2 separate regions of the Pelodiscus sinensis genome follow, and region 2 is linked to region 1. A link is a contact called in public Hi-C data. All regions are on one chromosome and are shown on one strand. Each heading gives the region's core, a stretch centred on a gene start, on an enhancer-like site or on the middle of the called end of the contact. The rest is flanking DNA. Distances are from core to core; before and after follow the strand shown. Region 1 holds the start of CHD9 (chromodomain helicase DNA binding protein 9). Region 2 holds the start of RBL2 (RB transcriptional corepressor like 2).

Region 1 (4,369 bases), core at 1,098-3,597:
TATTGCTGACAACCTTTTGTTGAAGATATCCTATAAGTAACAATTTCACTATGAAGAAGTATTTTTCATTTGTGTAGTTAATTATTATAATATCCATGAGTTGTCAAAAGCACAGCTCTTTAAATTGCTTATTATGTAACTGTAATTTATTTTTCTATGTTCTTCACATGTTAAAATAGGAATTGAAGTCAATGGTATTTTGGAGCCCCATCAAGCATGTGTGTCTGAGCAGTTCAAGATTTAGTAGATGCCTGAAAGGAGAAACAGATCACATTATCATATGACTGTCAGGAAATAAGCAGGATATTGTTTTGCTCTTCCACCTAGGTAATTACCAAAATTTGAGGTAAAACACTTAAGTTTTAAGATTTTGCATGCCACTTGAAGGAACTCAGCACAATACACAATATTTCACTGACAGATATAAACCAACATTCACAACCCATGCCAGATAGAAACTCTGTAACTGCTCAAAGATATTAAAGGAAGTAGAGGAACTATTTCTCTGCAAAGTCCAACAGTCTTTTTACTCATAAGTTTCCAGCTGCAACTACTATTAAATGACATGAAAAAGGTGAGATACAGCTTGCACTAACAAACTGGTGTTTCAGGAATTCACAAAAGTTAAATGGGATACAGAAACCTCCTGTGACAAATAAGCATACTTTTCTTGTTGTGGAGGATCACCCTTGACAGCTAGTTTTAAAAGCAATTCACAAGACCTCAGACAAATGGGGCAGAGGAGGTCAGAACCCTTTCTACCACCAACATGGTTTTGCAGCATTATATTTATTTGTCCTTCCCTTTTCTCTGTCCCTGGTCTCCATTTTCTACCCAGGGACTATGCCTGCTAGCCCAAGGCTCTTTAGTCTCTCCTCTGTAGCCTGTCATGGTGAGGGGATACAGCTTTCATTTAAGTTTTTACTGTGGATGTGGGATAGTCTATAATGAGGAGGGTGAAAAAGAGGTGAGGGCCTCGATGTCACCTTTGCAAAGGGAGACTTCTTGAATATTCTCTTCCTCACCTCCCCTCCTTTTCTTCCTCACCATCCTGTGTGCAGTAGGTCCTTTCCCTCAGCAGAAAACAGTCATAAGCCTCCACCTTCAGCAGACATATCCAACCCAGCTAAAACACCAAATAGGGACACATGCTCAAAATGCCCATCCTGCCACCCCGGGACCTAGCTTAGACTTCTCCTTACCACCTTGTCTATTAGGAGGCCAGACTCAAGCCCCAGTCCCACATGTGCCAGGCAACAACCCCTAGAACCTGCGCTCCAAGCCCCTTACAAGTCTCCTAAAGGAAAATCAGACTGCCATCTCTCCCGCTCCCCCCACCCACGCCCACACCGCCGCCCTGGTCTTCCCGTCTGGTGGAGAAGCCAGGTCCACGGCCGGCGCCCCAAGGCACACCCCTCCTCTGCCTCACAGGTAGCCAGCTTCAACACGCCCCCTTGCCCAACGTGCAGACAGCTCTGTTCCGGCCGCCCCCTTTCCTCCCGCCGCCCGGGGGGCAGCCAGCTCCAACCTCAGCCTCCCTCTCTCTGCCTGCGCCGCCCCGCACCCGCCCTCTCAGCGGGCAGCCAGCTGCAGCCTCTCCAGTCTTCCCGCAGCCTCGCCCACTTGCCGGATGGGCAGCCAAGCTCCAATCCTTCGCCCTCCGCCGCCGCCTTCCTGCCGGCTGGGGAACCAGCCGCGCCGACCTACCGGCGGCTGGAGCTGGCTCCAACCCATCCCCCTCCCCCGAGCCCAGGCGCTGCCGGCGGGGGGACACCTGGCCCCCCACGCCCGCCTAGTAGGTGCGAGGGGCAGCAGCGAGCCCGACTGTGCCAGTCGCCCCGCGCCTGCCTGAGGGGCGGAAGCAGGCTCAGCCTCGGCGGGCGAGAGCAGGCCCGGCCGCGCCGTCCCCTCGCGTGGGCGCGGTGGGGAGCCAGGGCCAGCCCGTGTCTCCGGCACCTGAAGCGCGGCCTGCTCCGGGGGCGGCGGGGAGCAGCCCGACCCCTCGCACGCACTCACCGCCGGGTTCGCCATTACACGGCAGCGGCCGCCTGGCCGGCACGCGTGAGGCGAGGAGATGCCCGGCGCCTGACAGCTCCCTCGGCCAGACCGCGGGGGGCGGCGGCCGCTCCCCTCCCCCTGGGGGAATCCCCTGCCTCTCTGGCCCCGGGGTGCGCAGGCAGCCGCTGGCGGGGGGCACCACTTACCGGGTGGCTGGCACAGGCCCGGGAGGGGGAGGAGGAGCAGGAGGAGGCGGCGCGGCGTGGTTTGCTCCCCCCGCCCGGGCAGGGAAGCAGGAGGGCTATTGGCGAAGTTTCACTAGCTCCGCGCCGCGACCCCAGACCAGCCCCAGCGAACCCGAGGGGACGGGTTGGGGGGGCACATTTGCATATTTGTCACCCGCTCGCTGATTGGCCGCCTGGCCGGGGCCGCCGCCGCTGGCTGACACGGCGCACCGCGGGAAAGGAGGGGTAAGTGGGAGGGGAGCGGGTCCGCGAGCCGGGGGAGGAGTGAGCGATGGGTGTGCGGAGGGGAGGAGAGCGGGCCGGCGGCGGCATGGGGCCGGGAGGAGCGCGCGGGTCCGCCTCACTGAGGCACTTTCTCCTCGCGCTACAGCCCGCCGCGGGGGCGGGGGCAGCTGGCCCGGCCTGGGGTGGGTGGGGCTGGCGGCGGCAGGCCGAGGAAAGCAGCCGAGCCGCTGATAAAATGGTGCGTGAGAGGAGCGACGAGCTGATCCAATATGGCCCCCTTCGCCGACAGAAGCCAATCCCGGGCGCGTTTACTCTGGAGGTTCCCGCAGAGACCTGGATGCTGGGCAGGCCCCGCTGCTGGCGAAAGCCAAGAGGAGAGCGGAGCGCTCGGGCGGACACTGGCGCCCTCTTGCCGCTGCGGGCGGCTGCAGCGCACGCACCGGGCCGCGGCCTCCTGTAGGCCAGCCGGCCCCGCTGCCATGGCTCTCGCACCTGCTGTGCCCTGAGAGGCGCTTATCCTCTCGGCGCACGCCCTGAAGCACCCGCCCCCGCCTCGTCTCACACAGTTCTCAGGCGGCGAGGAGCCGCAGGGCAGCGCCCGCCCGCCCGCCGTGGCATGCTGCGCGCGGAGTGCATCGTGTCAGCGGGACGGGGACGTCCTCTCGCTAGGACAGGCCGCTACAAGTGTTTTGTGTTAAGTTCCTTCCCTGCCCGTGCCTGAGTTTTCGGTCCAGGAAGAAGAACTGGGCTAGTGTTTCCCCCTCTTGTTAAACCACTAATACGTGTAAGGAAAGATCACTTAAGAGAGTGCGGGCACCAGCCTTCGTATTCATACTTGTTTCAGGATGGCTTTTCAAATGGCCTCCATTCTGCTAACAACTGTGACACTGCATACATTTCTACCTGCATGGGTAGATACAAACTATATTTAATTTTGTCCTTAAACTATGATTTTCAACCATAATTCTTAAGGCTTCACAAAAATGGGAATGACCCCCATTTTATACAGACATCAAATAAGTTTTTATGTGCATCATTCAACTATAAGATTTGAATATGTCTCTTAAATTATAGGTCTCCCACATGAAGATACAAAGCTACAGTTTCAACTCGTGGTGGTCCATGGATCCTCCTGTGTAAAGAGTTTCTCAACCTGGGATTTTTGTCATTAGTCTAATATCAACATGTATATCTGATAATGCCATGTCTAATATTTATGTGCCAGGATAATGTTATTTTAAAGAATGGAGCTTGGAGTTTCTTAATAGTGCAAATAAACTTAGATATACACATATTAGAATATTATGTTTTAATTTGTGTGACCAAATGTGAATGTAATATTTGAATACCACTGTGTCAGTAACTTTTTCCATTCAATGCCTGGGCCCCAACCTTTTAGTTCCATGTCCAAAAGGAGCACTACTAATAAATGCCACAATAGTAAAGTTTCTAAGCTTGTAAACTCTCCATAACTCACTACTCCTGATGAATTTCTCTCATTTACTTCCTCATCCCACCTCCACAGTCTCAACTGCTGTTTCTCTAAAATATTTTTGGGAAATAACATAGCTGAGTTTTTCCAGTGATTTCTTTCCCAAAATAAATGAACCAGCACTCTGCTCACCCATTCCTCTAAGCAAAATAAATAAGTGAGCAAATTCTTACATAGGGAGAGAAGGCATGTATTATCCTTTTATAATGATTTCAAGTTGGTATTAGTCAGCCAGTTGTCCTACTTCTGTAATGTGGCTGTCAGCACCATTATAATTTTGGTAAATGGTGTCAGAGCTGTAGCCAGGCAGAATGGTAGAGCCTTAAACTAAAATACTGTCCCAGAATGGCATAACGTGAATCTCTAGTGCAATTGAAGAATGAGACATGGAAATAATCACTTTGTTATA
Region 2 (4,369 bases), core at 1,070-3,569, 230 kb before region 1:
GACAGGGTGCAAGTGGGGGCAGGGAGTCCCTGGCACCAGCCTCTTCCCAGGACCCTCCTCCTGCAGAGGAGAGAAATCCCCGCTCGTGCCTTCTCCGGGGCCAACTCCCCTTCCTGAAGAGGAGGGAAGCCCCCACAGCTGCAGGACTTCTGTCCACCCCACAGAAAGCAGGCACTACCTCCATTTTTGCTGGAGGTAGGTAGTGGGGCTTCTTGGGGGAGGAGGGTGGCCCGAACACCTCACGATCGACTGGTCAAGCCCTCGCAATCGATTGACCAGTTGGTGACCACGGTTGAGTACAGACTAACTCAGCTACCCCCTGAAGCTATCAATTAGAGCGTCCATGCTAAATGAGACTAACAGGGTGATTTTGCCTTCATTAGGAAAAGGCTAGGTCCTTGAGTTCACACATCGTAAGGGGAGAGACTCCACACGCCCCCCCCCTTCCCTTTATGGTGCAACCACTAACATCACCATTATTAAAAACCAACAAATAGTCTTTAAAGTGCTACTAGTAGACTAACAAAGCATGTAGATGGTATTATGAGCTTTCATGGACACAACCCACTTCTTCAGATGACCAGAGTGCTGGAAGTCCAGGTCCAAGAATAAATAAGGGAAGGAAGGAGAAGGAAAAAAAGTTGAAGGGGAGGAAGAAAAAAAGACAGCGAGCAGATAGTCAGCTATCCCTCTGAAGGTTAAGTCTGTAATAGGAAAAACTTAAAAAACAACAAACAGTATACAGGCAGTCCCCGGGTTACGAACAAGATAGGGACTGTAGGTTTGTTCTTAAATTGAATCTGTATGTAAGTCGGAACTGGCATCCAGATTCAGCCACTGCTGAAACTGACCAGCGGCTGACTACAGGAAGCCCGAGGCAGAGTTGCTCTGCCCCGGGCTTCCTGGAATCAGCCTTTGATCAGTCTCAACAGGCTGAATCTGGACGCCAGTTCCTACTTACAGATTCAACTTAAGAACCCCAGGCATCCCCAAGTCAGCTGCTGCTGAAACTGATCAGAGGCTGATTCCAGGAAGCCCGGGGCAGAGCAACTCTGCCTCGGGCTTCCTGTAGTCAGCGCTGGTCAGTTTCAGCAGCGGCTGACTTGGGGACCGCCTGGGGCAGAGCAGCTGGGGTGCTGCCGGGTTGGTCCAGTAGCGCCCAGAGTGGTGCTGCGGGACCAACCGGCAGCGCCCCAGCTGCTCTACCACAGGCGTCCGGAGAAAAGCCGGGTCTGCTGGGGGGGGGGGGGGCGTACTAGCTGCGCCCCTCCCTCCCCCCACAGAAGACCAGGGAAACGCGGGCGGCGGACCGAGAAGCTGCCTGGGTCCTCCGCGTCTCCCTGGTCTGCTGGACACCAGCAGACCAGGGAGACGGGGAGCAAACCCCGTTCGTAACTGCGGATCCGACATAAGTCGGATCCGCGTAACTCGGGGACTGCCTGTAGTAGCATCTTAGGCTACGTCTAGACTGCAAGCCTCTTTTGAAAGAGGCTTTTTCGAAAGATACTTTCGAAGTTAAGCTCCAATCCGTCTCTGTGCATTAGGCTTGTGGAATTGGTCTGAAACAAAACAGCCACTGGGGGATCCCTCCCTCCATCCCTTATTTAGTCTTGGAGCTGGACTTCCAACTCTCCAGTCACCTGAAGTGGGCTGGGACCAGGAACGCTCAGAATACCAGCGGCACCTTTCCTTAGTCTTCCAAGTGCTACCGGACTGCTCGCTGTTGTTTACGTTTTTCCTGTTGCAGACTCACTCTGCTCCCTCCTGGAGCTGATCCCCGTTCCCATCATGATCACCCGGGGCAGAGCCGCAGGACCCCGGCACAGGGCTACGGAGCCTTTCCCCCCGCTGGGAGGCGGGTCCCGGCGGCAACCACAAAGGAGGCGAGTCCCCCCCCCTCGCAACTAGGGCTTGGCGTCCGCCCCTCCCCCTCGGCCGCCCCGCCCGTCACCGTGGCCGCCCCTCACCTCCAGGGTGTAGTTGCGCCTCATGCTCTGGTAGCTGAGCCAGGCCTCGGCCCGGGCGCGCTCGTCCATGTTGAGGCTGTTGCAGAGATCCTCGTAACGCTGCCGGACGCCCCACTCCTCCGCCGGGGGGGAGGAGGCGGCGCCCCCGACCCCCGCTTCGGCCTCCTCGTCCTCTTCGCCCGGCATCCCCTACCCCGTCGCTAGAGGGCAACGCCAGCCTGCCGCGCACTGCGCCTGCGCCGCCCCAGACCAACCACCCCGGGACCGAGTTCCGCCCCAACCCTGGACTGCCATTGGTCCCCCAAGGAGCCGCCGCCAATCAGCGGGCGCTTTTCCGGCAGGCGCAGAACGCTTCGCTCTACGCAGCCGCCGGCGACGGCGTCTCAGCGACCTATCGCGGCAAGACGTGCCCGCCGCCCCGGCCCACAGTTAGCCAGCAAAAACTACCACCCCCAGGAGGCATTGCGGTGGCTCTGGCTCGCCGGGGCCTGACGCGTAGGCCAGGTGGTAGCGGCGCGCGCAGCGCTGTGAAGGAGGCCGGCCGCCTCTAGGCGGCAGGCTGGTTCCGCAGCTCCTCGCTGCCTGGTCCCAGCATGGAGCCCCGCCCTGAAATAGCGCTGCGGGGAGGCGCGTGAAACAATGGCCACGTGGCGGCCGCGCTGCCTTTCGCATTCGGTCCGGGGGGGGCTGCGATTCTGCACCGTGACACGTCACAGAGCTAGGCCGGGGCAGCGGCAGTTCCCAGCCAGCTTGTCTGGCCGGGGTGCAGCCGCGTGCAGGCAGGGGTGCAGCCGCCCCACTTGGTTTCCGCACATGCAGAGTTACATTCCGATTCAGTGGCTCTCCGCACCGGTGAAGAAGCGATGGGACAGGACCTGGAGGAAATGTTACTTGCACCGCTGCTGCTCATTGGTTACCCCTCATGATTACACACAACCCCCCAGCTTTGTGTAGGGCACAGGAGCCAATGCCCCTGGAAGGTTCCAGTCTACTGCCTAGGTTAGAAGGCAACAAATGAAACATTCCCATTGTGGTGGTAGCCAACGCTGGGCTCCACGGTATTTGTGAATGTAAGGGGAGATGTGATCTGTCGGGGAAGGGGAAAGGGCAATACTCAGCATCTAACCCGAGCAATGAGAGCACAGTGAGGAGAAGTGCACATCAGACTTCGACAGTTTTATGAAAGGTGTCCCTGCCATTAGTGTGTCTGCCTGTAATACTCCCTCTCCTCTTTCCAACACAAGCCATAAGCAGACTACCCATTAAGAAATTAATGCCTTTTTATTTAGGGAACATAGCAGGGACAGAAAAGAAGGCCAGAGCAGGAACTGAAGGATGTGAATGCGTACAGGGGCAACCCATGGACCTAGGCAATTGCCTAGGGCACCATGGGTCCAGGCGCCTGATGATGTCATGATTACATCACAGCCATTGACAGCCATGCAGGCACAGGTGCCGATCGCACCTTCCGCCTAGGGCACCAGCTGCCACAGTGAGCTTCGGACCGCTTCTGAATGTGTATGATCACAATTGCAAGGACAGCCTTTTGTTTCAAGACATATCCCTCAGGGTCGAGTGTGAGTGACTCCCACACTCTGTTCTAGGGCCATAGGAGAGGAAGCTATGAAAATCTCTGAGGAGGGAATGTTGTTCTGCAAGGGCTGGAGAGGGTGCCTGTTCATGTAGGCATTCTGGAAAGCTGCCATGGGGTCCATCACAACCACCACACACATCAAGATGATCCTGGTTCCTCACTTCCAGTTACCTGCATGTTCTCCTGTCCTCATGTTCCATGTACATCTCCTTCAGCAGCGTATTCCTCCTTTTGCTTAAGCACTCCCTCTTCAATTTGGCGGACTGCACTTGTTCCTTGAACAAGCCATTCCTAGTCTGTTTTCGCCTGCAGATTTGTAACAGCTTGATAGCTCTGTGGGGCCAGCGGAGTTAGCAGCAGGCTCACAGCTGTTCCTGCTGTAATGAAAAGTGGAGAGCAGCCCTAATAGGAGATACATTGTAGGCATAAAACCTAATGTGTCAGAATGAAAGGAAGTGGCCACAAAGTAAATCCATTACTGTAGCTCTTTTCACCAAGAATAGATGGGGGAAATTAAACAATCCTTTCAAACTTATGTATCAATACAATTTAAGACTGAAAATCAGGGAAAGTGAAGCCAACATTTTAAGCCTTTGTTGTAAAAAATTTTAACTGTGTCTGTTTGGTCTCCTCATATTCGAACAAGTTGATTTGAGTTTTTGTTTTAAACACTTTTCTGCTATAACCGCTCAAAATTGTCCAAACCTTTTCAATTTACGGTCCTGATCCTGCAGATCCTCAGCTGGTGTTAATTGCAATCATTCAGTGGATTTCAGTTGAGCTGTAGCAGTTTACACAAGTTGAAGAT

The links. A called contact is a pair of places that touch in the nucleus more often than the background predicts.
Region 2: a Hi-C map of liver shows a contact between it and region 1, with 5 times the contacts expected there. The contact joins the promoter of RBL2 here to the promoter of CHD9 in region 1. A contact is called at or near these places in 3 of 5 Hi-C or Micro-C datasets (blood, liver and an unstated tissue).

What each region holds. Positions count from the first base shown.
Region 1 is chr12:33,553,220-33,557,588 of ASM4963464v1, reverse strand. CHD9 (chromodomain helicase DNA binding protein 9) reads right to left here and starts at 2,347. Exons shown (of 40, transcript XM_075940269.1): 1 at 2,205-2,347. It overlaps LOC142831174, which reads left to right. Exons shown (of 3, transcript XM_075940719.1): 2 at 1,470-2,468; 3 at 3,543-4,369. The coding sequence ends at 3,555.
Region 2 is chr12:33,783,931-33,788,299 of ASM4963464v1, reverse strand. It overlaps RBL2 (RB transcriptional corepressor like 2), which reads right to left and starts at 2,319. Exons shown (of 22, transcript XM_075940272.1): 1 at 1,968-2,319. The coding sequence starts at 2,153.